Linked DNA regions of Sus scrofa: regions 1, 2 and 4 are each linked to region 3. A link is a contact called in public HiChIP or PLAC-seq data. All regions are on one chromosome and are shown on one strand. Each heading gives the region's core, a stretch centred on a gene start, on an enhancer-like site or on the middle of the called end of the contact. The rest is flanking DNA. Distances are from core to core; before and after follow the strand shown.

Region 1 (7,733 bases), core at 4,923-7,422, 360 kb before region 3:
AAAAAATGCTCCATAGAAGAGAAGGGAAGCTAGTCAAAGCAGGAGTTTGGTGTCAAGTAAACATGGTAACAGCCTTTTCTTAAAAATTGAAGTATAGTTGATTTGCAATGTCATGTTTGTTTCAGGTGTACAGCACAGTGATGTGGATACACACACACATATATGTATAGACACATACACACATATCCTTTTCAGATTCTTTTCCATTATAGGTTTTTATAAGATATTGAGTAGAGTTCCCTGTGCTATATGGAATAAGTCCTTGTTGTTTATCTATTTTATATGTAGTAGTGTGTGTGTTAATCCCAGACTCCTAATTTATCCCTGCCCCGCCTTCCTTTTTGGTAACCATCAGTTTGTTTTCTATGTCTGAGGGTCTATTTCTGGGTTTTTTTGTTTTTTGTTTTTTGTTTTTTGTTTTTTTTTTTGCATCTTAGGGCTGCTCCTGCAGTATATGGAGGTTCCCAGGCTAGGGGTTGAATTGGAGCTGTAGCTGCCAACCTACACCACAGCCACAGCCATGTGGGATCCGAGCCGTATCTGTGACCTATACCACAGCTCATGGAAATGCCAGATCCTTAACCCACAGAGCGAGAGCAGGGATCGAACCCTCATCCTCATGGATACCAGTCGGGTTCTTGACCCACTGAGCTACAATGGGCATTCCCAGCAGAAGGAGCGAGGTTCCTAAGTTTCCCTGACTGGGACTCGAACCCGGGCTCTGGCGGTGAAAGCGCTGAATCCTAGCCACTAGACCACCATGGAACTACATTATTTCTATTTTGTAAATAAGCTCATTTGTATCTTTTTTCCCCCTCAGAGTCCACATTTAAGCTATACCATATGCTATTTGTCTCTCTCTGCCTGACTTACTTCACTCAATATGATAATTTCTAGGTCCATCCATGTTGCTGCAAATGACATTATTTTGTTCTTTTTTTTTTATGGCTGAGTAATATGCCATGGTATATATACCACATCTTCTTTATCCATTCCTCTGTTGATGGACATTTAGGTTGCTTCTATATCTTGGCTATTGTAAATAGTGCTGCAGTGAACTTTGGGAGTAACAGGCTTTTGATTGAACCCATCTTTCCTTTGTTGTCCAGTTGCTTTGTTGTGTAGATTGAACTCAGCCTGCCCAGGCAGCATTTTCCTCTTTCGCCAGCAACCCCTCTCTCTCCTCCTTCCCAGTTGATCTGTGGGCTCATCCATGCCGGTTCCCTGGCTCCATGCCACAACCCATTTGAAATGTTGGAATTGCATAAAATCAGGAAAAGGGGACAGCTTCCTCACACCATCACTGAAAAAGGATGGGCCTGTGGGTCCCACACAGAGAGAGAGTGTGAAGATTGTAGCATGACTGGAAGTGGTTTACAATGCCCTTGGGTCTCTAGGATTCAGTGAACAGTTCTGTGCTTCTAGACAAAAGCAAATATCAGATCTACTCAATTCAGGGGAATGAGTCAGCCATTGACCAAGCCAGCAGATCCCTGGCTTCACACTCAACATTTTCAGTGTGATACCTTATCTTCAAGGGATATAGCAAGTTCCTCCCAGTGCGCCGTAGGGGTCCTTCCTTTTTCTTCTCCCACATTTCCTCCCACCTGTGCTCTTTTCCTCCCCTCCAGAGGAGAATAGGAGGATACCCCACGTCTGTTTCCAGTCTTACAATGAGCCGGAGCATTTGGTGCTGACACAGGAAAGGGAATCATACTCCTAGGCCTGTGCATCTGGGGGAAATGCTTGTTTTATTTTGAATTCAATAGGCAGCTGATGAGTTTTCCATCCCTTCCGATCTCACCAAGCTCTGCTGTCACGTCCACTGGTGGGTGTTTGCAAATATAAAGTGGTTAAGTATAGTTCCACCTCCACAGATGACTTTCAGAAATTGTAAGTGGACGGTCGTTTATGAAGTTTTGATTAGATTGCAAAAAAAAAATTTAGAAATCTGTGTGTGTAAAAAGAAAACAACTGGCGTGAAACCACAGGTGTTGGGAGTGGGACTGGTAGCCAGGAAAAAGGATCTTGACTGGCTACAGTTAGGAGAGTGCCTGGGTTGGCAGAAAAGGGAATTGGTTCCAGCCTCTCACTTTGGCCCTTTCACGAATCTTTTTAAAAAAAAAAAAATCTTCTTTTTTTTAACAGTGGAAAGGGGCACAGATAATAGTACAGTAGATTGTAAGAGTCACTCTTGCCATCTTCTGTAGGTCATGAATGTGGGCTGTTAGGTAAAAACAAGTGAGAAAGAGAGACAGAGAGCTTGATTGATTTTGATGTTAGAATACATATAGAAAACCATTTTCTCCACAAAGCAATTTAATCTGGACCATAGCCATTAAGCACTAATTAGGCTAATACTAAGTGTTTGGAGAGAGGCAAAAGTGGGCTTGAATGCAAAAATTTCATTCCCTTGGACACATGTTTGATTCCTTATAAGAAAGTTGTAGAAAACCCATGACCTAAATCTCTGATCTTGGGTATTTCCAAGGAAACCACCCAACTTCCCCACTGTCTTAGATATAACACAATTAATGAAATGCCTGGCAGGCCCCAGAGGTCTTTGTGTAGTTAGATTAATAGCAGTGAAAGTCATTAGCATCTGAGATTTATCTCTCTCTCCAACCAAGACTCCTTAGGCTTATTAACCATCCAAGTGGAAAGAGAGGAAGAAAAAACCCCAAAGAAACAAATAAAAACCAACCAACAAACTAGTGATGCAGTTAAGAACCTAGGATTTTCCTGAAGGCCAACAGCTGAACTCACACCACCAGAGAGATGGAAAGGAATTCATCTGTCAGCCTTTATTTAGCATTGGGCACAAATCATTCTTGGCTGTTTTAATAGAACATGGGGTGGATAGCAATCAGATCCTTGTGTTTTAATAAAATACAGGTTAGTATAGCCTCCTTTTACAGATAATGAAACTGAAGCTCTGAGAGTCATCAGCCATCCTGAAGTCTAGAAGTTTCTAAGGCCAGGACTCAAACCCAGGACTCTAGAATCTAGAGCGTTTGTTGTCTCCTTAGCAGTTATGCCCTCACTAGCCTCACTGGGGAAAGATCTTTTCACACAGAATTTTTAAAAAGTGAGGATGGTGCAGGTGGTGTGTAAACATGGTCCAAGAGTATCTGAAAAGGAAACCAGCTCACTGGTATGCCAGGTCATGAGATGACCAGGGCATGAACGTGCACTAGTAAACTACAATGCACATGGGAGTGGCAAAGACACAATTGATTGTACCATCTGGAAAAGTGGGGAAACTTGAGGAGAAAGAATGCTGAGCAGAAATGTGCTATATGGGTTTGTGTCAAGCAAAGATCAGTATCTCATGTTTCTTTTCACTTAAGCAGTTTTTCCTACTTCTGCCATGTCCCTTCTTTGTGAGCTAACATAAGTTTATTGGTTGAGTACAAAACAAGAGAGTCGGTTGGGAACGGACGTTCTTTTTAAATCAAGCCTCTTCCAGTGAGACTCCATCTTGAGGCAAAGCTCCAGGATTTCAGTGAAAGTTTGCTTTCTTAGTAAACAGCCTTGGACATTCTTCCTCATCATCTCTCACTGATGTTCTTCATCGTTTTATCAGTGACTTGTAGATTGGAGGAAAAAACCCTAGATTTTAAGATAAACTTCTAGAAAGCAGGATGGAAGTTGGAAGGTTGGTACCTAGCAGCTTGGAAGACAGGATCAGAGTTCAAAAGAGAGGAGGGGAAATTGAAAAAGAATTCACAAAACAGTACAATGAATATTTGTTGAATGAGTGCTAAAAATGCAAGGCAGTTCTTCTGGGGAAGATGAAGATGAAGAAGCAGGTTATAAAGTGAAAAAGTCTATGGACCCTAGTTGTGGTACCTTTGCTTCTGAAGTAGAAACCTAAGATATATTGTGAGAAGCAGAAATGTACTTTGTAGCAGCAGTTTATTGGATTAGGCTGTTGAAAATAATCGATTATTCAGAGGGTAGTTCTTGACTGGTGCAATAAAATGTACTCTCTTTGCATTATTGAGGAGAAACTGACATACAAAAAACTGTATGCATTTAAAATGCTCAATATAATGAGCTTTGATTTATACACAAACCTGTAAAACCATCTCCACAGTCAAGACGCTGAACCTTGCCATCATCGCTAAACATTGCCTCATGCCCATTTGTACTCTGTCTCCCTCCAGTCTGGGTACCCAGGTAACCACTAACCTGTTTTCTGTCATTATTGATTGTATTTTATAGACTAGTTTTATATAAATTAAATCAAATAGCAGATACTCTTTTTAGTCTAGCCTCTTTCACTCAGCATTATTTTGAGAGGCCATGATCTTTCGAGTGTCAATATTTCATTTCTTTCTTTATTCCCCAGTGGTATTTCATATAGTTTATTTTTTGAAGCTTAGTTATTACTTTCCTGGATAGATAAGTCAGTTGATGCATTCTTACTCTCGTTATCCTATTTTTTTGTTTGTTTGTCTCACATTATTGACTCAATATATACTTATATTGATTTACTTAAGGATTTGGTTGAAAAGACTCTCTTCGAGAGGATTCTATGAGAGGTCATTAATTCATACATTTATTCAATCATTCAGCAAAGATTGATTAACTCTTTCCTAGTGCTAAAAGATAAACTTAAGATAAACTGAGTTTAGGCAAAAATCTATTTGAATGGGGCAGCACCAAACGGGAAGTGGTTAAGAGCTGGCCATTGACTGGAGCTCAGGGAAAGACTTTTATAGAGAAAGGGCAGAAGCAAAATAAGGAAATGATTTATTGGCTGTGACTTCAAGCCTAGTTGGCTGTTTGGGATTGGTTGTCCTTACGTTTCAGTTTGGTAATCTCGAGGTATTTACAGGCCTAGATTTTGGTTTGCTTATGTAGGCCACCAGGTCATTAGAGCCTCCTCTGCCCAAGGGTCTCTTTGTTTCATCAGTTCAACTCTAAGTCCCAAGTATTATTCTAGGTGCTGGTGATAGAGAAATAGGGGAAACAGACCTGAATCCCAGCTCTCCTGACTTTATATTCCAATGAAAGGAGATGGACATTTTGCATTTTTTAGCTTTACTGAGGAGCAGTCAATTCTCCTGATCACTTTGATTCTCATGCTCCTTTTCTTTTTTTTAATGATTTTTATTTTTTTCCATTATAGTTGGTTTACAGTGTTCTGTCAATTTCTGCTGTACAGCAAAGTGACCCAGTCACATATATATATATATTCTTTTTCTCACATTATCCTCCATCATGTTCCATCACAAGTGATTAGATATAGTTCCCTGTGCTCATTCCTTTTTTAAACAATAAACACAGTGAAATATTTTAGGAGAACCCTGATGGCTCAGCAGTTTAAGGATCTGGCATTGTGACTGCTGTGGCACAGATTTGATCCCTGGCCCTGGGAACTTGCACATGCTGCAGGTGTGGTCCTCACCCCCCCCCCAAAAAAAAAAGAAAAGAAAAATTATAGTATGTTACCATGTGCCCTTTAGAAATAATAGAACAAAGTAAAAGGTCATCAGATGCCATCCTAACAGTGCAGCCCATACTGGGACCGGCTTCCATAAACTGAGGAGGATAAAGACTTTGGTGTGGTTTCTCTCAGTCAGACTCAACAAGATCCCGTGAAAATCGACTCTCCAATAGGGCTTAAAAACAACAACAAAAAAACCCCACACAACCCCCCAAGGCTACCATGAATGGCCAGGAGTCACAAAATGAGGTGATCTTTCCCTTGGAACTGCCCACAGATATTAAGCTTTTGTGTCCACCTGTTGGAGAAGCCGGGAGGGGGGGAAGAGGTGCATGATGGGAATCAGGTCAGAGAGTTTTAATTGGGGAGAACACCCTCCCGAAGCTCCAAATTGGTTACATTATGGGAGTGAATGTCCCCATTTCCGTTCCAAATGTAAACGTCCACCCAGGAATGCATGTGCTTCGTTTCTCTGGTTTTGGGAGAAGGGAGCCAAGGTAAACTGAAAGATCGGCCACGCCAAAGTGTCTGGCTCAAAAACGGGTGGAACGGATACCCCAGGCCACAACCAAAGAATGCGGCACTGTTTCCCCAGCTGCAGAAACGTTTTGGCATTTAAGCTGAGGAAGTTTAAGGGAGAGATGTAAGGAGAGAGCTGTGTAACCAGAGGACGAGAACCTTCTTTGTCCGCCTCCGGCACTTTTACTCCAGCGCCATCTGGCACCCGTCCAAGGTAGCCTGAACTTTCTGAGAAACTTGATTTCCTGTTCACACTGCCTCTGGACTGGAGGGCTGGGGTGACCAAGGCGGAGGAGTGGAATGGGGCTGCGGGTTAGCTTAAAAGCAGGGGGTGGGAACTCTCTGCTCCCACACGCTTAGCAAAACTCCCAGCAGCAACTGTAAAAATAAAACTTTGAGCTCTAGAAGCTTTAGTTCTTTCAACACTGAACTTCACTCATGAGATAAGGATCTTTTGGGAAGACAAGATTTTTGGTTTAGTTTTGTTTCAGGGTCTTTTAAAACAGAACACTACGAACTTCTTAAAACCCGCGCGGGGGGGGGGGGGGGGCTTACCATCACCTAGTTCCCCTCTTCTGTTTTACAAAAGAAGCCAGACAGAAGTGAGAGCTGTTAAGTGACATTGGCAAGGGGATGGGTACCCAGGGTCTATACTTCCTGACTCTGAATGTGGTGGAGTTTCCTCTGTGGATTACAGAAAAGTGCAAGTTCAAATACCAGGCCTTGGTGAATTTTACTATATGTAAGTTATACCTCACCCCCTAACTTAAAAAAGTGGGTGTTACCCAGGCCTCCCCTTGAACTTGAGTCTGCTAGATTCCAGAGCCCAGGTATTCCTGCGTTTTGCCTCTCAGTAGCATTGCTGTCGGCACTGTGAATGCGTAGTCCTTTCGTGGTTTGTGTTTGAGGAGGAAGCTGAGGGCTGACGAGCTTTCCAGGATGAAGGCATTAACCATGGCACTTGGAAAGAAAAGCTTGCTGAGTCCTGAGTGGGACAGGTCAAGAGCTGGGTGAATTTCACTTCCCCATGAAATTAATCACTCTTCGCCTAGAGGGGCAGTTATATCCCGGCCAGTTTCTGCTTGGAGTTCAGGATAGAAAAACAAAACAGCGGCTGGCCCTGTGATGGGAAAGGGACATTTGGTATTCTTGTTAACTTCCTGGCTAATTACAAAGTGTTAATGACATTCAAAGGAAACTTGCCTCCTTCGATGATCTACAAATAAGGAAGGGCAACAGAAGGTGAGCCAAAGAAAAGACAAGGACCTCCAGGGAAGTGCAGAGCAAAACCAATCAGCCTTGATAATCACAGGAGAGAAAAGCATCCTAATTTACAAAGGAAGTAGACACCCCAGTAACTCGGAAAATCTGCACAGACTAGGTGGGACTGAGAGCCCTTAAACCAACCCTAGCTGCTCTTCAAACCTTAAGGATTTGTTATTGCAAACCGCTTCTCAAACAGTACCTCATGGGATAAGGTACCTCTTTTCTAACATCCATCGTAAAAGCATAAACATACAGTCCAAATAATGTGTGTTAAGAAGAGTTAGGAAACAAGTAGAGAACAGAGACCACAAAGATTTTTAACTTTGGTAACAGAAAACATTTGTTTTTTAAATTGGAGTATAGTTGGCTTACAATGTTGTGTTAGTTTCAGGTGTACAGCAAAGTGAATCAGTCATACATATACATATATCCATTCTTTTTCCCCATATAGGTTATTACAAACTACCGAATAGATTTTCCTGTGCTCTACAGG
Region 2 (6,620 bases), core at 1,676-4,175, 440 kb before region 3:
GAAGAAGGCAAGGGGTGATGTCATAAATTGAGTGCAACAGTATAGAAATCATGTGGTGATCCATAAACAAATACAGAGAGCTTTAGGAGCTGCTTGGCTGTTAGAGAATTCCCAGTATTCACTGCCATCTTCAAGAGGGATTTGAAGGCCTAATAGAGATTCACCCAACCTAGTGACAGGTGCATGGGGACAGTGACTATTCTGACATGGATTGTTCTGTTTTTAAAGCCCCCTAAATAACAATCTAGGCCCTATGCCTTGAGGCCTTTATATCCAGCTGATTGGCTCCTTGAACTGGCCCTGCTAGGTCTCCAAAGGGGACATGATGGCTTCTAAAGAGAGAAGTGACAACAAAGATTATAATTTAGAAACAATAAATGATGAAACAGTAACAATGATGGACCTTCTTTGGTATGGTATGAAGAGGTTAATATTCATTTCTCAAACATCATTGGCCTTATGGAGGATAATTTTAGTACTTGACATAAGCTGAAAACAGACATGATCCTTCCACTGATTGGACTAATGTTTGCTGTGGCTGAACAAGCTCTCTAGGGACTTATTAAGAAATACTGAGCTTTCAAAGATGTCAGTGGCAATGGCTAAAACATTTTACCTCTAATCTTGGGAGTATTTCCACCTTTGAATCAACCAACCAGATCCAACCAAGTTTGGATACTCTGGCGATATTGCTTACATTGGAAATGGATATAAAATGTGTGTACATGTATGTATAATGTATACATATAGATGTATGTGGAAATGTATTTATAAAGATGGTCATTATTGACTGATTAGTAGATATTAAGAAATTTAGTTAATAAAATTTAAAATAAGGAGATTGTGAGGAAAATGAAAGCATAACACAGCAATTTCTCTATTTCTGTGAAAATGTTATTTTATACTCTCTGTTTAATAATGGCAGGGTGACTGAAAAGCATCACTTCATCAAAAAGCAAAAAAACAGGGAGTTCCCATTGTGGCTCAGTGGGTTAAGAACCCAACTAGTCTCCATGGGGATGTGGGTTCAAGCCCTGGCCTTGCTCAATGAGTTAAGGATCTGGCATCGCCACAAGCTGCGGCATAGGTCACAGATGTGGCTCAGATCTGGTGTTGCTGTGGCATAGGTCTGCAGCTGCAGCTCTCTTTGGACCCCTAGCCTGGGAACTTCCATATGCCACCAGTGTGGCCCTAAAAAGCAAAAAAAAAAAAAAAAAAAAAAAAAAAAAAAAAAAAAAAAAAAAAATCAAAACCACAGAAACACAAAAAAACCCCAAATCCTGAGGATTCCCTCTTAGGGAATTTCTTTTCCTGGTTTAGCACAAGAGCTAAAAAGTAGCTAAAAGTGAACAGGTATTAACTGTGTAAGGTATTATCTGTGTAAGGTGGTGGGGAAGAAAGAACAGGGAAAATATGGGTGAGTATGTAGCCAAGGGAAGAAGCAAGGCTGGGGTGAGTGGGAAAAGCCATGGTTCGGAGGCAGTTGAGAGAAGCAACAAAAAATAAACTCAGCTTCACAGGCTATAATAACCCATACATTACCTATGGTCTCTAGGACTTAGTGTGTGACAGGTCTATAAACAAATTAAGAGATAGGAAGTACATTACAATGATGATTGAGCAGAGCTTCCAAAAGAAAGTTTAAAATTTATGTCCACATATTGATCCTTCCTTTATGAAGCACATTTAATTTGCCATAATAACATACACATTAAAAAATGCCTTTAAATTCTATGTATACTTTTTTTGTTTGTTAGAAATTTGTGTTTGTATTGAGCCAGAAATCTTTCTCCCTAAAGACTCCTAGATATTTCTTGCTAAATAGGCCACCCATTGGGCACAGTGCTGGACACAGAGACTAGAAGAGGTAAGTGCAGGATTCCTGAACCCCAGGAGAACAAAGCCAGCAGAGACGATCCTGGACAAAGGATACTGGATAGTAATACTTGCCTGGGGAGAATGGCAAGCCGTGAATTCAAAATAGGCAAAAATCCACACACCTTGGAGACCAAATAGATTTATGGAGCAAAGCACAGGAAGGTTTCCAGGGAATGTGAAAGGCTTTAGCCTGACAGAGTTGGGAAGACAATGAAGCAACATTTGTAAAATCTGGTAGGAGTTCCTATTGTGGCTCAGCGGGTTAAGAATCTGACTAATATCCATGAGGATGTCGGTTCAATCCCTGGCCTCGGTCAGTGGGCAAAGGATCCAGCATTGCCACGAGCTGTGGTGTAGGCCACATATATGGCTCAGATTCAACCCCTAGCCTGGGAACTTGCATATGCCACAAAAGGGGCCCTAAAAATAAAAATTTTAAAAAGATCTGGTAAACTTGGGGAATGCAAGTCTTCATCTTTGATGTGTTGACTTTGGGGTGATGGTGAGAATCTTTAGCGCAGGATCTCTCAACCTTGGCACTGCTGGCATTTTGGACTGTAGACTATTCCGTTGGAGGAGGCTGTCCTGTGCACTGTAGCATGTTTAGCAGCATCCCTGGTCTCTACCCACTGGATGCCAGTTTATATGCTCCACCTGTAGAGAAAAAAAACTTACTAAATTCTTAGAGTTCAAATCTCCATCCATTGGGTATAGATTATAAAAAGTTGCTTACTTTAGTCCTTAAACTTGGGAAAAAACAGGAGGGGGTTTATTCCACAATGTTACCCACACGTGTCTCCTCCCTAGAGCATCTTAGAGCAGCTGTTTAATAAATACGGAATAAAATTTGGAAAATTCCAGATAGTCATCTAATGTTTATCGTAGAAATGATGCACATGGCCTAAAAGTGGCTAGTTTGGGGGAGAAAGCAATATGTTCACTTTATGTGCGACTCCACCTTCTCGCTACTTCTCGGTATTCACTCAGCTTCCAGCTCTGCGTCAGTGACTGCCATTTTCATGAACCATTGGCGCCCTCTAGAGTTCCCCATGCGGTAAACCCAGAAATGCCGACAAATCTGTAACTAGAGAGAAGGCCTTGTAGAGGCCTCCTCTGTAGTGAAAACTGTCTGGGAGGGAAACCACCCCAGGACTGAGTCAGGTACCCAAGGGGCAGCCTCACAACTACAATCAAGCTTGGGTTTTCTCACTCCCAACAGGGGTTTATAAAAATAATGTATAGAAATAATAGCCATTTAGTGAACAGCAGCTCTGTATTTAATCCTTACCAAAAATCCCCACAGAGAACAGAACTGTAACCATTTACTGGTAAGAAAGCAGGTTAAAGGTCTTGCTCCAGCTGACACAGCTTGGTGTCAGAGTGAGAATTTGTACCCAGTTCTTATTTGCTTTGAAATCTAAACTTGTTTCGCTTCCTTCTCTGTCTCATGTCCTGTTGTAAAGGTCAGATCACATACTAGGGTGTAAATCACCATACGGATATAAGGGATGAGGATGAGAAATGCCCGCCCATCTTAATTATGAAAGTCCCATGTGTCCCTTGGGTCCTCTTTCCAGCCCACATCATCTTGTCTTTGAAGCAGTGGGTCTTCAGCTTGGGCAGGCATCACCTGGAGGGCTTGTTAAAACAGCCCGGGGCAGGCCTGAGAATTTGCATCTCTAACAAGCTCCCGGGTGATGCTGATGCTTCTGGGTGGAGACCATGCTTGGAGACCCACTGGTCCAAGCATCACCCAAGTACCGCACTCAAAATGAACAATTTCGGTTTCCATGTTTGACAGCACTTTGCTCCCCTATCCTGGCACTTCTTTGTGTTGTCTCGGTCACAATTAGTCGCTTCAGATCCCTCCCCAACAAGACCAAAAGTTCCTTGAACCGCAGTCAAGGAACCGCAATTTCCTCACGCCTGTATCCCCCCCCCCCCGCCCCCGCCTTCGCCCCAAGTGCCAAGCCCAGTGGATGTTAGGGCAACTGTTGAATACATGGGGAATGAAATTCTGGAAAGTGATCTGATAAATACATTCATTATATAAGTGATGCACATATTAGCCTTTCCAGAGATTTCCATGGTTCGTTTACGGACGGCAGTATCTTAAGCCCAAATGAATATGTTTCTAATGATGTCCATTTGGGCAATGCTGAGGGGATGTAGTTTGAGCAAACGCCTTCTGAACAGTTTGGCTTCTTCGGGTCTCCCTGCTCCTCCACCTCATCTGGATGGCTCTGCATAGCTGCTCAGCTTCCAGTGGCCGGAAGTTGCAAGTTAGGCACTAATCTGAACACGCCATCATGATTTTCTGGTCACAGAACATGAAACATTGCAAAGGAAGGCTCATTTAAGATGCAGGTGAACATGGTCCAAAGACAATGTAAACTCCTAGATGCGTGTGTCTTCCTTTTCGCGTTACCCCATCGGATAGGTTCCTGGAAAGTTCTTTCCGCCGCCGGCAGCCTGGCTGCTGAGTCTGGAGCCACAGCATGAGGTGGGTCCAGCGGGGACTGCGGGGGGCTTGCAACGCTTCCCCACGAGTCAATGCCAATCACTGCCGGCAGGGGGCAGCCACAGTCTACCAAAAGCGTTGGCTTTCCGCTTCGCTAGGCGCTAGGGTGTGGAATCTTTGTTTATTCTGAGAGCTGGCTTCTCACCTGCCTGTGGACACAAACCCTCCTCCAACCAGTACTACTACCATAGCCTCAGAGCAAGTGCGTGGAAAAAAAGCGAGTCGATAAAAGGCTGGATCTAGTGCAAATCAGAGAATGGGCTCGATCTCATACAAAGAGCAGTTTGGGGCGGCGGGGGGGGGGGGGGGTGACCTAAGCGTACACAGTTTGTCCAGCAGTTTCTAGGTTTAATCCATGTAGACATGAACCAGTAAACTCAAGTGAAAGTTTTTTATTGGCTCCTGGTGATGTCATACAAGGCTGGGAAAACTGGTTTGCTGGGTGTGGGGCTTTTTTTATTCCCTGAAACATCTTCTAGAAAATGCTCTAAGGCCTTTCACCTTCTGCCCAGCCAGGGCCTTTAGCTGTAACTGGATACTAAGCTTTTCCCAAACAGACTTTTGACACACAATAGAAACCCCCAGGAAAGCGGGAGTGCGGAAAATAAGCTCGGCAGCAGCCGGTCAAACCTAGATCAGCTGGGAGTTTCTGTGGGCAAATGCAAGGCCAGGGTCCCACCCAAGAGGGTCTGATGAACTGATCTGGACACAACGTGGGTGCTGGAGTTTTGAAAGCTCCCCAGGTGATTCCACCGTTCAGCCAAGACTGAGAACCATTGTTAGTTGTGAGCCTTTGTTCCTCTGTGAATTCCCACGCCCACCAACTAGTCTAGATGCCTTCTGCCTTGAGCACCAGTTTGAAACATAACCCCTGGAGTTCCCTGGTGGCCTAGTGGTGAAGGATCTGGTGGTGTCACTGCTGTGCCACGGGTTTGATCCCTGGTCCGGGAACTTCTGCATGCCGCGCGGCAGCCAAAAAATAAAATAAAACCCCCCGTTAGCATAGGGTCAGAGGAATGGAAACCTGATCAAAATGGAGCAGAGTCCATTTTTTTTCTCTCTCGAATCGCCTCCATTAACTGCTCCCATAGGATGCCAGCCTGCTGTTTACTTTCTCCATCTCTGAATGGAGTGCTTGTACTTGCTGACCTTCACATACCTCCAGGTTGTCTAAAAGGAAGCCATGGGGCACTTTGACTTTTGAGTGACCTGGCAATTTGTTTGCATCAAATCCCTTTGAACCTTTGCATTGGATGATGAGGTCACTGTTTCCATATGTTGCCTAAACCCTGGAGTAGAAGGCTCCAGGCACAATTGAGGTCAAGTCGGCTTGAAGGTTAATACACAGGGGCCACCAATGGAGGCAGTGACCTGGGTGAGTCCCAGGAAACCTCATTCTCATGGCCCAAAAAATGGCCATCTGCCCCATGAAGCCTCTGGGACAGTTAGACTAACCATCCTAACAGGATGAGTTAGGGGGGTGTATAGTGTGGTTGTGGGGGTGTGGTGGAGGGACTAGAGCTTTGGAGTGTATGACAAGCTGGCACCGGCCCCCTCTTACCAGCCAACGTGCACTGATGCAGGTTTCTCACTGGCTTGGAGCTTCCCCCTGCTCATCTGTACTCCGAAGAAACAATAACCATGTCAGCTGGTATGTCAAATAATGGGATAAAGCTGTGATGTGCTGGGAATGCTTAACAGCTGGTTGGGGGCAGGGAGAGGGGCGGGCAGCACCCTGATATGTAGTGTTTGCCCATTTCCATGGTATAAATGCTCCCACCATGGTTGATTTCAAGACACCAGTGTGACATCACTGCATGTGGAATTGGGAAGAAATGTGGCAGAATCTCACAAGAGATTTTATCCTTGTCATCCCTTGCCCCCAAAGGAGCATACATGCTGACATACGGTTTTACCATTTTTAAAGCACTTTCACTTACACTATCTCATTTAATTCTCAGGGCAACATCGCCAGATGGGCAGGGCGAGCGTTATTTCTCTGTTTAATAGATGGGAGGCCTCAGGCTCAGAGGGTCCAGAACAAACTGCTCAAGGCCACACAATAAGTAATCTGTAAAATGGGTGCGGTAGGCGGAATAATGGCCCCCAAAGATGCTCGCATCCTCCTCCCTGGAACCTATGATATGGAGGTTACACAGCCAAAGGGAATTCAGGCTGTGGCCAGAATGAAGTCTGCTAGTCAGCTGAAAATAGAGAGTCC
Region 3 (7,002 bases), core at 140-2,639:
TCAAGGCTTACACAAACTGGGAACACTCCTCATTTGCCCAGATGGAAAAATACCAGCCACCGGGAGACACACTTCGTTAGCCCTGGATCCCCATCACAGAAGGGGCCACCTTGATGGGATTCCCAGGCTGCTCTTGGCCTCTGCCTGAAGCTGGGACCCTTCCCTGCTTGGGTGGCCTGCCACACCCAGGTCTATGGCCCCAACCAGATACGTGTTCCAAAGGCCAAGGTTAGAGGCCCTCCTGTTACTCTTGGGTCCACAGGTAGATGATTTTGGTTTGATTTTTGGTTCGATTAGTTTGCCTCTCCACAGACCTTAGGTCAGTAACCACAGAAATCAACCTCAAAGCGCACGAGAATCTGCCCTGCCAGGAGAACAAGTCCTGGGCCCTCTCTGTCCCAGGAATCCAGGCATCTTCCTGCTTGGTAATTTTCCTGTGAGTACCACCTCCGGGTACCGGTGTTCCAGCTCGGTCCCTGAGCACAAAAACCACCTGCCAGGGTTGGCATCTGTTTTTTCCCTCTTATTCCGCCCCCTTCCACCTGCAGAGAGCTGAAATAAAAATCTACGTCCATAAAAGATTCTTGCTTGACTAGAACTAAATGTGCTACCTCTGTAGAATAAAAGAACGGGAAAGGAAAAAATGCTCGTGCATTTTGAAAGCCTGGTGGAGGAGAGAGGGGGAGTACCCGGTAGAAGGGGCTCGGCTCAGCCCCCAGATGCCAGGCTGCAGGCCGACAGCAAGCAGGGCGGATTGTAAATGGATAGTGACAATTCTGTGGGGGGAAGTGACGGGGAAGGTCATTTCAGCTGAGACAGGCTCAGAAGGGAGCCCCCTGGAGCACCGCTGCTTCATCTGCCGGATGGGCCCCCAAGTCCATTCTGATGAGAGTGGTGGCTGTGGGTCTACATCGCCTGCTACGTTTAAATGCATAAGCACCTTGCTCATTGCAGCAGTGATCTGTGTGCATCTAAGGAAAGCCACACTTCCAGGCCAGCCTCCACAATGGATTATTTTTAGAACATGATTAGGAATCATCTTCAGCTGCCCAATTTCCTGTTTCCTTCCAATCAAGCCTTTTAAAAGACAGTACTGTATTCTTAAGCCAGAATGCTAGAAGCCCCCAGAATTCCAGTAGAGACAGTGCACTCATTGTTGAGAAGGCTTAACACATACGTGGAAAGGGTAGGAGATGGCCTCCGGGCCTGTTTTGACAGGTGCCAGGGGTGAGGGGTCCCTTAGGACAAAGTTCACCAGTTGGAGAGCTTTCTGTTGTGCTGGAGGGCCAGCACACGATGGCCGGCAACCTGACGTGGGTTGGAGTAAATGGACTACATATGTGGGAACGTGGAAATGAGAGCTGCCAACCAAGCATTTGCTCAGGATGCCTGTCTTGCCTAGTCTGTCATAAGATTACGTAACAGCAGCAAATTAGAATTTAATACACACCCAGTAGGGACCCAGATCGAAAGCTGTGTGTTCTCTAAATAGAAAAAGAAAAGATGCTATGATCCAAAAGTAATATCGGAGGCGAGATTAAAAGAAGCAGCTACACACAATAACCTCCATAATCTGAGAAATTTACTACTTCCGGTTTTGTTCCTTCCACCTATCACAGGGGTGTGTGTGTCAAATTTGCTTGCAACATAAGCTTCCTTCCGGAGGCAAGGGTGGTTTCATTTCTTTTTGCTGTAACTCGGCTCCCTATCTAGTGAATAATCCAAGACAGTGGATGAAAAGCCAGTTCATTTCAAGGAAATCCATCCTAGAGGCTCACGCCTGGTCATTTATTATTTCATTATTTTAAAATAAAATTCTGTACCCTCCGGTCCTAAAACCCTGGCCAGTGGAATGGGATCTGGAAGCGTTGGGGCTGTGAGATCTGTGCTGGGTGCAGCCACTGCAAGGAAGGTCCTGGGAAGCCGAGGGAGCTTGAACTGTGGGCAGGGCCATCAGAACCATCTGAGCAAATTTCTCCATGATTCGGCCCTCTTACACATGCTGGCGGGGTGCCCTGAATACTCACGTCTCATGAGTCCCTCTCTGTCACCCTGGAGCACTGTCCCTCACCAGCTGGCTGGAGGCTTACCTTAAGTCAGCTTGATTTGTTCCCAAATCTGTTTCTGCCAGTTGTTCTTGGACCTGTAATTCTGTGATTTTTTTCCTAGCCCTATTGACATACGGTTAACAAATTAAAAAAGTTTATATTTAGATTGCATATGATTTTTTTTTCCTCGCAAAGGTGTGCAATGTGATGATTTCATGCACAGAAACCCTGTGAAATGATTCCTACCATCCATGCATTTTAAAACATCCATCACCTCACTTGGGTACCTTTTGGCGGGCACGGTGAGAACACGTCAGACCTATTCTCTTAGCCAAGTTCAAGTATGTCACACTATCATTCTGTACTTTTATGAAAACTGCTATGAGGGTGATGGTTTTCACGCCCCACAGAGCCAGGCTCTGCAACAGAGGCACGATGTTCAAAGGTTCAGAAGAGCCAAGAGTCTAAGCACTCACTCACCCTCCTGTGGATTCTGTTGGTTCCAAGGACAGATGGAGACAGAAGACGCAGCAGGGGCTGCTTCTGAGACCTCAGTGGCTCAGCCACTCTTCTGAGCATCTCTCAGTACCAGGAGGAAGCTCCGTGGCACACCAGGAGTTGGGACTCAGAGGCGGAGCCCCCAGATTCTAAAACTGCATGAAGAAATATGGTCTCTTGGGCCCTATAACAGCAACAACAACAAAAGGAAGTTTTCTTTGGCTTATAACTTAGAGAAGAACATTTTGTTTATTAAAATGACTCTAATTAATTCACAGCTCTCACTTGGAACCACTCAAAGGGGAAAGGTCTGCGTTTGTATTTAAAATTGCAAAAGAGTGAAATATTTAGGATGCCAGTCCACAGCTCCAGTAAATCAATATTAGTGAATATTTCAGCAAGACTGCAAGAGGTTTCTTCAAGAAATTGGCACTAGGGGTTTTTCCCCGCCCACATTCAGGATAAAATGTAAAAGTTATAGGGAGTTCCCGTTGTGGTGCAGGGGAAACAAATCCAACTAGTAACCATGAGGTTGCAGGTTTGATCCCTGGCCTCGCTCAGTGGGTTAAGGATCCGATGTTGCCGTGAGCCGTGGTTTTGGCCGGCAGCTGCAGCTCCAATTGGACCCCTAGCCTGGGAACCTCCATGTGCCATGGGGGTGGCCCTAAAAAGCAAAAAAAAAAAAAAAAAAAAAAAAGTAAAAATTATACATCAAATCAGTGAATAGTACACAATTCCTCTGGATTTAATTTTATTTCACAAATAAATAAATGAAGCATGATGAGGCAATCCACTGCCATTTACTGTGGAAGAAGAAAAGTCAACCTTGGTAGAAAGACTCTTGGGTACTTTTAAATCAATGTTAAAATATGAGTATGTCATAGACATTGTACTTGGGTTTTAAGTGCTCCGAGGTTAGCTGCTACATCCTTTTCGTTATCCAAGCACCCTTGAAATTAGAAATGGAAACGTTCTTTGAGGATGGTCAGCTCTTCCTAGGAGGCGATACAGAACTGTTAATTCCCAACTCATTTCCTGGTCCTTGGTACACCGGCAGTCTTTTAAGAACAGTTATTCTCAATTCCAGCTGACCCGAACTTCACCAACTGCATTCCACCATAATTTCAGACATTCTCTTCTCACTGGGGAGGGTGGAACAAAATAATTAGGAGACAGGTCCAGAGAGCTTCAGGGAAAGACGGTTCTTGCTCTGTTCTACAGCTGCTGTTGCTGTCTGTTTGTTTCTCTAGCTTTTGCCATCTCCACCCACTCTTCATGCCAGCAAATTGACAGTCCTGGAGAATAAGACTATTGTGTGCTCACTAGTTAATTTACTTGGGGTTAATATCCAGGCACCGCAAATCTGACCCTTCCAGAGATTCCATCGATTTTTTTTTTCTTTTTTCTTTTCTTTTTTTTTTTTTTTTTTTTTTTTGGTCTTTTCTAGGTCCGCACCCGTGACATATGGAGGTTCCCAGGCTAGGGGTCGAATCGGAGCTGTAGCTGCCATCCTATGCCAGAGCCACAGCAAGGCAGGATCTGAGCCGCGTCTGTGACGTACACCACAGCTCAAGGCAATGCCGGCTCCTTAACCCACTGAGCGAGGCCAGGGATCGAACCCACAACCTCATGGTTCTTAGTCGGATTTGTTAACCACTGCACCATGACGGGAACTCCATCCAATGATTTTTTGACAGCCTGCTGAGAACAGTCGCCTGTAGGAGCTACAGATTCTGCTTTGTTTGATATACCAGTTGTAACAGGGCATAAGACACTACACCTTGCTTACATGTGAGCTACTCTGTATTGACTCAGACACCCTTGGTCACTTTCAGGTTCTGAGTTCTCTTTCTTGCACACGGGTATTTAGGCTTCCACAGTTCCGTTCAAATGCTCCCTTCCTGGATGGACTAGCTTAAGGGGGTGCTACATTCAATGTTACTAAATATAAAAAAACGTGGCACTGGCTTTCTTAATGACTGGTCAGAAATTAAGGCAGTTCATTAAATCAACATTTTTGAAAAGTTTATTTTATCGAAGTGTAGTTGATTTACAATGTCGTGTTAATTTCTGCGGTATAGCAAAGTGATTCAGTTATACATATAATGTGCATTCCTTTTCGGGTTTTTTTCCATGATGGTTTATCACAGGATAATGAGTATAGCTTCCCACACTATACAGTAGGACTTTGTTGTTTATCCATTCTTTATGTGATAGTTTGCATCTGCTAATCCCAAACTCCCACTCCATTCCTCCTTCCCCCCACCCCCTTGGCAACCACAAGTCTGTTCTCTGTCTGTGAGTCTGTTTCTGTTTCATAGATAGGCTCATTGGTGTCATATTTAAGATTCCACATAGAAGTGAAGTCGTATTTGTCCTTCGCTTTCTGACTTCGTTTTAATTCAGTATTTGTTAGGAGCCCACTGGGCATCACGTGATGAGCTAAGTTCTGGGGATCTTTAAAAGGGATTACCTGGAAGCTGCAGTATCTTAACAAAGATGGCACTTTGAGCTTTATGCAAACTCATCATCCACCTGGGAAACTGGACACCCAAGCAAGCAAGGATGTTGGCATTCGTGGCATGAAAGAGATAGTCACGAAGAGCCAGGGGAGGGAGAGACACTGGAACTGGGCCTTTGCAATACTGACAGATGAATCTTTTTTGGCCATTCATTTTCATTTCTTTTTCACATTTTTCTCTTTTTCTTTTATTGTAGTTGATTTGCAATGTCATGTTAGTTTCAAGTATGCAGGACAGTGATTCAGTTATATATTATATTCTTTTATGATATATCAGTTATATATAGTGTATATATAGATATATAACTGAATATATTCATTTTTAGATTATTTTCCCTTATCAGTTATTACGAAATATTGAGTATAGTTCCCTGTGCTATGCAATAGGTCTTTGTTGGTTATGTATAATAATTTCTAGGTCCATTGCATGTAGGTGCTAATAGCATTATTTCATTCTTTTTTACGGCTGAGTAATATTCATATATACATATGAATATATACCTAGTAATATTCATATATACCCATATCTCGCATCTTTTTTATCTGGTCCTCTGTTGATGGACATTTAGCTTGCTTCCATGTCTTGGCTATTGTAAATAGGGCTACAATGAATGTAGGGGTGCGCTCTCTTTTCAAATTACGTTTTTTTCTGGATAGGTATCTGGGAGTGGGATTGCTGGATCATATCATAACTCTATTTTTAGTTCGTTAAAGAACCTCCCTACTGTTCTCCATAGTGGCTCTACCACATTTTCATTTCTTTTGGATAATACCCAGGAGTGGGAAAGCAGGTCAAGGGGTAATTTTAAGTAAGTGCCAAACCTTTTGCTGTATGGTATCATGTTTCATTCTTCTCAACGCTATTTGAGTTCCATTTGTTCTACAGTCTCACCAACCATGGATTTTGCCACACTTTAAAATTGTACCCATTCCCATCTCTGTATCAATACTTCATTGCAGGTTTTTTGTTTTTTTGATTTTTTTAAAAAGGGCTGCACATTCGGCCTATGGAGGTTCCCAGGTTAGGGGTCAAATCAAAGCTATGGCTGCCAGCCTATACCATAGCCACAGCAATGCCAGATCCAAACAGTATCTGCGACCTACAGCACAGCTCACTGGCAATGCCTAGTCCTTAACCCACTGAGCGAGGCCAGGGATCGAACCCTCATCCTCATGGATAGTAGTTGGCACTCCTCATTGTAGTTTTAGTTTACATTTTCCTAATAACCAATTATTAGTTATATGTTATCATATATATATATGTGAGATATAATACATATAATTATATGTACAATATAGATATTATATCTCTGCTTATGTATACTTATATAGAATATATATTAGTTATATAGTTATTATGTGTTGAAGAAATTTTCACACGTTCATCAGCCATTGGGATGTCCTATTTTGTAAAGCACCTGTTGAAATCTTTTGTCCATTCTTAAACTGGGGTTTTGAACTTTTTAGAGAAATTCTTTATGGATTCTGGCTACAAATCCATTGTCGGCTGTAGGTATTGCAAATATATTCTCCCAGAAATGAAGATTCTCTTTGTACTTGGTTGGGGAATTTCAGGATCGCATTTGGGAAAGCACTGTTCATAAGGATATAGGATAAATTCTATAAATTTTGCTTTACTATTGGACTGCCTCAACACGGCTGCATAGACTAGAAAGAAAATGGAAGTCTGATGTGTGATAAGATATTGATGGTTAATCATGTGCTTAGTGGCTGTTCAGTCAGGTATTAGTAAATGTTGAACACGTTTGTTGCATAAACTAGTAACTGGGAAGAAAGGTGCTTTCTTCTTCTTACTCTTCCTCTTCTTCCTCTTCTTCCTCCTCCTCCCTCCTCCTCCTCCCTCCTCCTCCTCCTCCTTCCTCCTCCTTCCTCCTTCTTCTTCGTCTTACTCTCGGCATATGGAGGTTCCCAGGC
Region 4 (7,636 bases), core at 3,193-5,692, 310 kb before region 3:
CCTCATGCTCAGCACAGTTTGCTTCAACGTGCTCTGCGGTTGAGCAAGGCTTCCTCTTCCCCTGTGTGAACTCCAGGAAACAGAAGACCGTCTCCGCCGGACACCAGCTGCCCTGGCCTCGTCTCTTGCCCTCCTTTGCTGGTCAGCTCTGAATTCCTGCATTTGCTCAGACAGCTGGGAGGATGGTCGCAGCCCACGGCCCTCAATTCGCATGCAAGAGGGGCCACCTCCTTCGCCAAGGCCTGGGCCAGCTTCCCAGCTCCACATCTGAGTGTGAAAGGAGCGCCTCCCCCTCCCCTCCCCCTGCCCCAGCGAGCACATTCTATGGATTCCCCATGACCCTGTACCAAAAGCAGCAGAGTAGAGACAGATGGCTTCGGGCCCATGCTAGCCTCCAGCGCGTGTCCACTGGACTATTAGTGCCTTGCTTTTCTCCCATGTTCATGTTATTAATGAATTAATTAAGGGTATTCTTTCTCTAAATGAATTTTTCATGATAAAACCAACCCTTAAGACCTGTGGGAACTTCGAACCATCCAGAAGGGCACAGTGATGAAAACAAAACCAAAAAGCCCTTGTGAACTTCATCCTCAGCCAGCCAAAGCTGCACTTAACATTTTGATGTATTTCCTTTTAGTGTTTGTTTCTCTCTCCTGACATAGTTTCAGAAACACCCGTCTCTCTCTCTCTCTCTTTTTTTTACAAACCTATATCGTTCTGGATACTCAATTTTGTTTTGTGTTATGTGGTAATTTAGCCACCTTACCCCCCTTCTCCTACAACATGGGTTATTAATGGCTCTGTTCATGGTAAGAACATGCCGTATATATTCAAAAATTACTATTGAGGGACACTGAAAATGTCATTTTTCTCCAGAATAACACTGTAATGCACATCTCTGTTCATAGATTTTTTTTTTCTTTGCTTTTTAGGGCACCTGCAGCATATGGAAGTTCCCAGGCTAGAGTCAAATTGGAGCTACAGCTGCTGGCCTACACTACAGCCACAGCAATGCAGCATCCGAGTTGCATCTGGGACCTACACCATAGCTCACAGCAATGCCGGATCCTTAACCCACTGAGCGAGGCCAGGGATCAAATCCGCATCTTCATGATTACAGGTTGGATTCGTTACCACTGAGCCACAAGGGGAATTCCAGTTCATAGATTTTTAGACTCTGTCTCTGAATAGTGGCCAAAAGTAGGACCCTAGAAATAAAAATTTCAAGATCAAAAAGTGTAAGCACTTTTTTTTTAGGTATACTTTTAAGGCTGTTGATGCACGTTGTCAGACTGCCCTCCAAAGTGGCTCTACCAATTCAGTCATGTAAGTTTCCTTTGTCTTTGTTAGACGTGGTACTAGGGACTGATAGTGCCCATGCAGTGTCTTAAGTGAAGGTGGAACGCACAGAGCAGCTCCATGTCTGGAATTTTAAGATCCAAGAGGCAAATGGATCAGATGTGCAGCCACGGGTACTTTCCAAGGTTGTTCTAGAAGGACATGACCCCTCCAGGTCCATGTTGGCAGAACCACTGACCTTTACCAAAGAGACCAGCACAAAATGCCTTCACCTTAAACGTGAAAAATGACGTACACCTCATCCAAAATTTCCCTCAGGTCCCCCAAACCCACTCTTCCTAATTCAGCTCTGGGTTCGTGACGGGGTAGCCACTCAGGGTTTGTGGTTTCAGGAAGGGGAGGGTGCCTGCGAACGCGATTAGCTGTTGCTCAAAGGAAAGCGGATGTACAAGCTGACCTTTGAGGTCATTCGGCTGGTGCACACTCTGCCATGGGCAGGGGCAGCTGGAGGTGAACCAATCCTGGTCCTTTTCTGCTTCTGGCCGGATGTGACTGCATCACTGTCTGTGTCCCCTGGGGTAATAAAATATCCATCAATGTCCAATGAAGTACTTGTGATTGAATTGCTGCTTGTCAAAGCTTTGGAAGACAGGACCTGACCGTGTGTGCAAATGATTGATGGGAAGACCCAGCCAAGGCAGAGCTATCTAAAGAGGCCTTGGGGTGCTCACAAAACGAGGCTGGGGTTAACAGTCTCCATCCCTCCAGAGTTCCTAGGGTGATTGTGCAAGAGACTCATGATCTGATCACAAGAGCAAAAAAAAAAAAGAGTGCCTGTGCCGCAGATAACAAAGAATTACACAAGGCCTGCAGGCCTGCAACAAACGCCAAATATTTTAAAACACTTGGTGGAAATTTGAGCTGCAAAGCATTTTATCATCTCAGGTCATCGCTGTTGGGTCCAGCTGACGCTATGCTGTCCGCATGTTTTTACCAGCACTGGCCTTTCAATGGGGCTTGGAAAACCAGCTGAACCCTAGCTTGCTTTGCAGAGGGTTTAAGCCGGTTGGCTTGCTCAGTATAGATTGGCAGTGTGGCAAGAAGGAAAACTGAAATTCAACCCACTGCTGGGATTGAAACCTCTTGAGACGCAAATGTAGCAGACACTGGGGTGTGGCTTCTTCGTTAATTATGTTCTGTCAAACAAGGGTGGAAAATGTCAGCCCAGATTCAGGGCTGGGCTCCTCTGGCGGCCAATAGCAGTGAGCCTGGGACCCTGGTTGAAATGATGAAGAGCAAGTTTGAAAAACCATTCAGTTGATTTCAAGGCTTCCTGGGGCCGACGTTGAAACCACAATGTTCTCTTGTTGGGGCAACATGAAGAGCCAATCACAATTGAGGTTTCTCAGCATGTTCTGCCCATATTTGGCTGTAATCTTGCTTCATTCAACTAGATTTATAATATATGCACTTGAAAAGCAAGGCTTTGGGAAGTATGTGTGTGTGTCCCTCCCTGTTGCAAAAGACAACTTTTCTTGATGCTTTGGGCCTGCCTGTGTGTGTCTGGGACAGCTTCAAAGCAAAGAAAGGAGCCAGTGTCGAACATTTATTTTGTACTTTTATTTAAAAGAAGTAAAAAGCTTCCTCTGCAGCTTCTGGCTTTATATCATTTACCTGAAAATCCACAGAAAGACACTCGTCTTGTTTAAATAACCAGAGGTCGCTTAGGTGATTATGGAGATTCTGAAGGAATGTCATGTGCTTTACTGCATTTTATCTCTGATGTGGAGGAAATCCTTTGCTCAGAGACTCTGGAAAATAATGCATCCTTTAAAGTTTCTCCTTAAGGGCTGCTTGAGAAGAATGATCAAATCTTGTGGAGAGATAGGACACAAAAGCGAGAAACTTCATTCTCCCTTTTGCAAGTGAATATTCATCACCTGCTTCCGATGCATCGTCCTTCTCATTCTTACCACCATCCCACAAAGGAGAGCCTACTTTTAGGCACAGTTTGCAGGAGTAACCAAGGCACAGAGGTTACATAACTTTCCCAAGGGGCCAAGCTTATAAGGCGTGGAGCTAAGAATCCACCCCAGCCATCAGATGTCTAAGCCCCTTGGTCTTAACGATATGTCACTCTACTCCCCTGAGATGTTTTCTTAGGTGTACAGGCCAGAACAGAGGCCTTACGTGGTACAGAATGGCCCTGGGAACGCTCATCTCTAAGACATTGACCTTCTCTGACCCTCAGGACCCTATGAGAAGAAAGTGGCGAAGTCGTTGGGCTTGTCTCAGGCCTGAGGTTGCGAAAGTCCCCAGCGACCCCCAGAAGGTCACGCCCAGAACTGTCTGGTTGGAGAGGAGCCCACACTCCAGCAGCTGAGCCCCTCACTTAGGGCCCCAGTCTCAGGAAAGCCAGTTCTAGAAGGCCCCCCTCTGTGAGACTGAAGGCGCACGGGCTGTTTCAGAGACCCAGCAACACGGTCCTCTGTGTCTTCAAAACTGAAGTGAGGGAGTTCCCACTGTGCCACAGCAAAAATGAATCCGACTAGTCTCCATGAGGTTGCAGGTTCGAGCTCTGGGCTCGCTCATTGGGTTAAGGATCCGGCGTTGCCTGAGCTGTGGTGTAGGTCTCAGATGTGGCTTGGATCCTGTGTTGCTGTGGCTGTGGTGTAGGCAAGTGGCTGTAGCTCTGATATGACCCCTAGCCTGGGAACCTCCATGTGCCACAGGTGCAGCCCTAAAAAGCAAAACCAAACCAAAACCCCCCAAAAAAACACACAAAAAAACACAAAACCTGAGGCGACCCAGAGAAAGAGAGGGGGAGGTGGGGCCAGGCAGCCCAGCCTCCCCTGGGACCCCTGAGAGGCCCCACCTCCCCCCTGCAGAACAGCAGTGTTCAGGTGGGGCACCTTGCACCCCCAGGGGACATTTGGCAGTGTTTGGAGACATTCTTGGTTGTCACAGCCGAGAGAGGGTGCTAGTGGCATCTAGTGAGTGGAGGCCCAGGAGGCTGTTCAACACCCTCCAGTGCACAGGGCTGCCCCCGCCCCCAAAGAATGACGCAGCGTCAAGTGTCAGTAGTGTCATGGTGAGAAACCCGGCCTGAGAGTCTTGGTTCAGTGTGTTCCACCCACAGCTCTGAGGAAGCTCTGTCTGGGCCCTCCTCAGAGACACATTCTGAAACCAGGAAGCCAGCGGCCCATACAACTAGGTTGAAGGTGGCAGAGAAGGCGGAACCATGCCTTCAGGTTTTAATTCACTGCGTCTGTCTTCCCGACAGACAGAGGTCAGTGTTCTCCTCTTTACAGGCATCAGGGCCAAGGTAGGGGCTGACCCTATGTAGGAGATTGAATAGTGGGCCCCAAAGACATTAGGTCTTTATCCCTGGAGACTGTGAAAGTTACCTTATACAGAAAAAAAAAAAAAAAAAAAAAAAAAAAAAAAAAAAAAAGGATAGTCTTTGCAGATGTGATTAAGTCAAGGATCTTGAAATGGGGACATGATCGTGCATTATCTTTGTGGGCCCCACAATTACAAGTATCCTTAGAAGAAGGACGCTGAGGGAGGATGGTACATGCGCAGAGAAGAAGGTAATGCGATAAGAGAGGGAGAAGGTGGAGCAGCGGGGCCACGAGCCAAGGAATGCAGGCAGTCACCAGAAGCTGGAAGAGGCAAGGAACAGATTCTCCCTTAGAGCCTCCAAGGGGAGTGTGACGCTGCCATACCTTGGTTTTGGCCCAAGTGATACTGACTGCAAACTTCTGATTTTTACAGCCAGCAAGTTTATGGTAATTTGTGACAGCAGTCCCAGCAAACTAAAATACCCTGATACTCCTTGTGCCTCTGTGTTGATCAGTTGGGGCTGACAGACAAACTCTTCTAGCACAGACAATGTCAGAGCCCTTCTGGGGTAGGATTTGATGGGAGAATGGCCACTTTCTTTGCACCCCTCTCTCTTTGAAGCACCCTCTTCCATGAAAACATGGCATCTACCCTTCCTCTGAGTCTCTCAGCTAACAGTTTCCAGTGAATGCTGAACTAATGACCTGATAATCTCAGTGCTTTGTTCCAATCTCTCTGGAGTCACCTATCTTTTTTGTTTGTTTGTTTCATTTTTATTTTTTTGTCGTTTGTCATTTTAGGCCCGCACCCACAGCATATGGAGGTTCCCAGGCTAGGGGTCGAATCAGAGCTGTAGCTGCTGGCCTACACCACAGCCACAGCAACACCAGATCTGAGCTGCGTCTGCGACCTACACCACAGCTCACGGCAATGCCAGATCCTTAACCCTCTGAGCGAGGCCAGGGATCGAACCCACAACCTCATGGTTCCTAGTCGGATTCGTTTCCACTGTGCCACGATGGGAACTCCGGAGTCACCTATCTTTACCTTGATTTCCTATCATTGTACATGAGGGTTGCCCTATACTAGAATGTGAGCAGGAACCCTGTTTGATCGATCATGAAGCCTCTGAGCCCCCCAGCACAGGATCAAGCACATAGTAGGTGCTCTACCCTTGGTTAATGTGTGTTTCCTCCCTCCTGACTATGAGAAATGGTACTTGGTTTTCTGTATTGCCTGGTGGCCAAGTGGCTCAAAGCCAAGTCTAATGCTTATAAATAGGAATCCTCATACATTCCATCAGGCCCGCAGCAAATGCCGGTGGACACTATCAGCTTTGGTTTTCAACTGGGGTGTGATTTACATACAGTAAAATGCATGAATCTTAAGTGTACAGCTTGATAAATGCCTGTTCACACATAACTCCTTGTAATCACTGTCTGGATCAAGATGTAGACCCTTTCCAATTACCCAAGAAAGTTCCCGTGTTCCCCTTTCCCAGGCAGTTAACCCTCATGCTCCTCACACTCCAGTGAACCCCATGAACTTGGTCTGCTTGTTCATGAACTTGGTCTGCTTGTTCATGAACTTCATATAAATGGACTCGTACAGAACATACTGTGGGAGGTCCCTTGTGCAGGGGGTTTAAGGATCTGGCAGTGTCACTGCAGCGGCCTGGGTCGCTGCTGTGGCATGGGTTTGATCCCTGGCCCCAGAAATTCCACATGCTGCTGGCATGGCCAAACAACAACAAAACAACCAACCAACTAAACAAAAAAAGAACATACTCTGGTATCTGGCTTCTTTCTCTGCACATAATGTTTCTGAGATTTATCCATGTGGTTGCATGTATCAGTGTTATTTTCTTTTATTCCAAAAACTGTGTATTATTCCATTGGAAGGAGAGATACTACAATTTGTTTATGTATTCTTATGTTGATGAGTGTTTGGATCATTTCTAGTTTGGACCTGCTGTGAATAAAGCTGCTATGAGCATGGTATTTTATGGCCCTGTGCTTTCATCTCTCTTGGTTATATACCCAGGGATAAAAGTTCTGGACCATAGGGAAGGTGTCTGCTTAACATTATAGAAATTAGTATCACTAGTCTTGGTTTAGATGGAAGAAGACATTTTTAGAGAAAAAATGAAGTATCAATAATAAGTATCACTTATTTCTCCAATTCCATTCATTACAGTAATTTCTTTCCTTTCTTTCTTTTTTTTTTTTTTTTTTAAAGCCATATTCATGGGCCTATGGAGGTTCCCAGGCTAGGGGTTGACTTGGAGCTGCAGCTGCCGGCCTACACCACAGCCACAGCAACACCAGATCCTAGCCACATCTGCGACCTGTGCCACAGCTTGTGTCAGTGCCAGATCTCTTAACCCACTGAGCAAGGCCAGGGATTGAACCCACATCCTCATGGATACTGGTCAGGTTCTTAACCTGCTGAGCCATGACAGGAACTCCTAGAGTAATTTCTTAAAGAAATAGGGTGCCTTGTGCTCATTGACTCACCAGTAGAGAAATTCGAAGAATCACGAAGCATGAGAATAGAACAAACACCCATCCATATAAAACATCCTCGTGTCATTTTCTACTCACACCAACCGGTGTCTTGACAGCTGGTCTTTTCTGGCTTTGGGATTGAACATTGTGCTCACGGACAGGCTCCCTATAAAAGAAAATGTTTTAAAAGGAAAATTTGCTCTGTACTAGAGCCCTGATTGGAATGGCAGTGGCAGGCAGCAAAAAGTATGTGGAATCTACAGAGCAAGGAGACTCAAACCCTTGTGTGGTGTCTGTCCTGAGTATTTGAAGAAGTCTTACTCCCGTGCCAGATCCACGGCTCCCTGATGCCTGAGAAGAGGGAGCTGTCTTGCTGGCACGGCTGCCAGCTCCCCTCACAAGTGAATTCCTACGCACCAGCTGCTCCCCACTTGAGGGCCACTGAATTCTTGAGATCTTCAACAGCTTTGCAAACGTGGCTAGAG

The links. HiChIP or PLAC-seq counts read pairs in DNA pulled down with a chosen protein or histone mark.
Region 1: a contact with region 3 is called in an H3K27ac HiChIP or PLAC-seq map of alveolar macrophages. The contact joins two enhancer-like sites. A contact is called at or near these places in 2 of 2 datasets of contacts at active chromatin or transcription factors (alveolar macrophages and skeletal muscle).
Region 2: an H3K27ac HiChIP or PLAC-seq map of alveolar macrophages shows a contact between it and region 3. The contact joins two enhancer-like sites. A contact is called at or near these places in 2 of 2 datasets of contacts at active chromatin or transcription factors (alveolar macrophages and skeletal muscle).
Region 4: an H3K27ac HiChIP or PLAC-seq map of alveolar macrophages shows a contact between it and region 3. The contact joins two enhancer-like sites. A contact is called at or near these places in 2 of 2 datasets of contacts at active chromatin or transcription factors (alveolar macrophages and skeletal muscle).

What each region holds. Positions count from the first base shown.
Region 1 is chrX:9,701,594-9,709,326 of Sscrofa11.1, forward strand. All of the region lies in intron 2 of LOC106506896 (a long non-coding RNA gene), which reads left to right. Among named protein-coding and RNA genes, the nearest start is that of TMSB4X, 55 kb to the left of the region's middle. Within about 2 kb of position 6,173, at least 28 of the 83 cell types and tissues checked have an H3K27ac peak or open chromatin away from gene starts, as enhancers often do. A contact at or near this core is called in alveolar macrophages, where this site is marked.
Region 2 is chrX:9,622,071-9,628,690 of Sscrofa11.1, forward strand. No RefSeq gene overlaps it. Among named protein-coding and RNA genes, the nearest start is that of TLR8, 24 kb to the left of the region's middle. Within about 2 kb of position 2,926, at least 6 of the 83 cell types and tissues checked have an H3K27ac peak or open chromatin away from gene starts, as enhancers often do. A contact at or near this core is called in alveolar macrophages, where this site is marked.
Region 3 is chrX:10,065,967-10,072,968 of Sscrofa11.1, forward strand. No RefSeq gene overlaps it. Among named protein-coding and RNA genes, the nearest start is that of EGFL6, 150 kb to the right of the region's middle. Within about 2 kb of position 1,390, at least 8 of the 83 cell types and tissues checked have an H3K27ac peak or open chromatin away from gene starts, as enhancers often do. A contact at or near this core is called in alveolar macrophages, where this site is marked.
Region 4 is chrX:9,752,184-9,759,819 of Sscrofa11.1, forward strand. No RefSeq gene overlaps it. Among named protein-coding and RNA genes, the nearest start is that of TMSB4X, 110 kb to the left of the region's middle. Within about 2 kb of position 4,443, at least 22 of the 83 cell types and tissues checked have an H3K27ac peak or open chromatin away from gene starts, as enhancers often do. A contact at or near this core is called in alveolar macrophages, where this site is marked.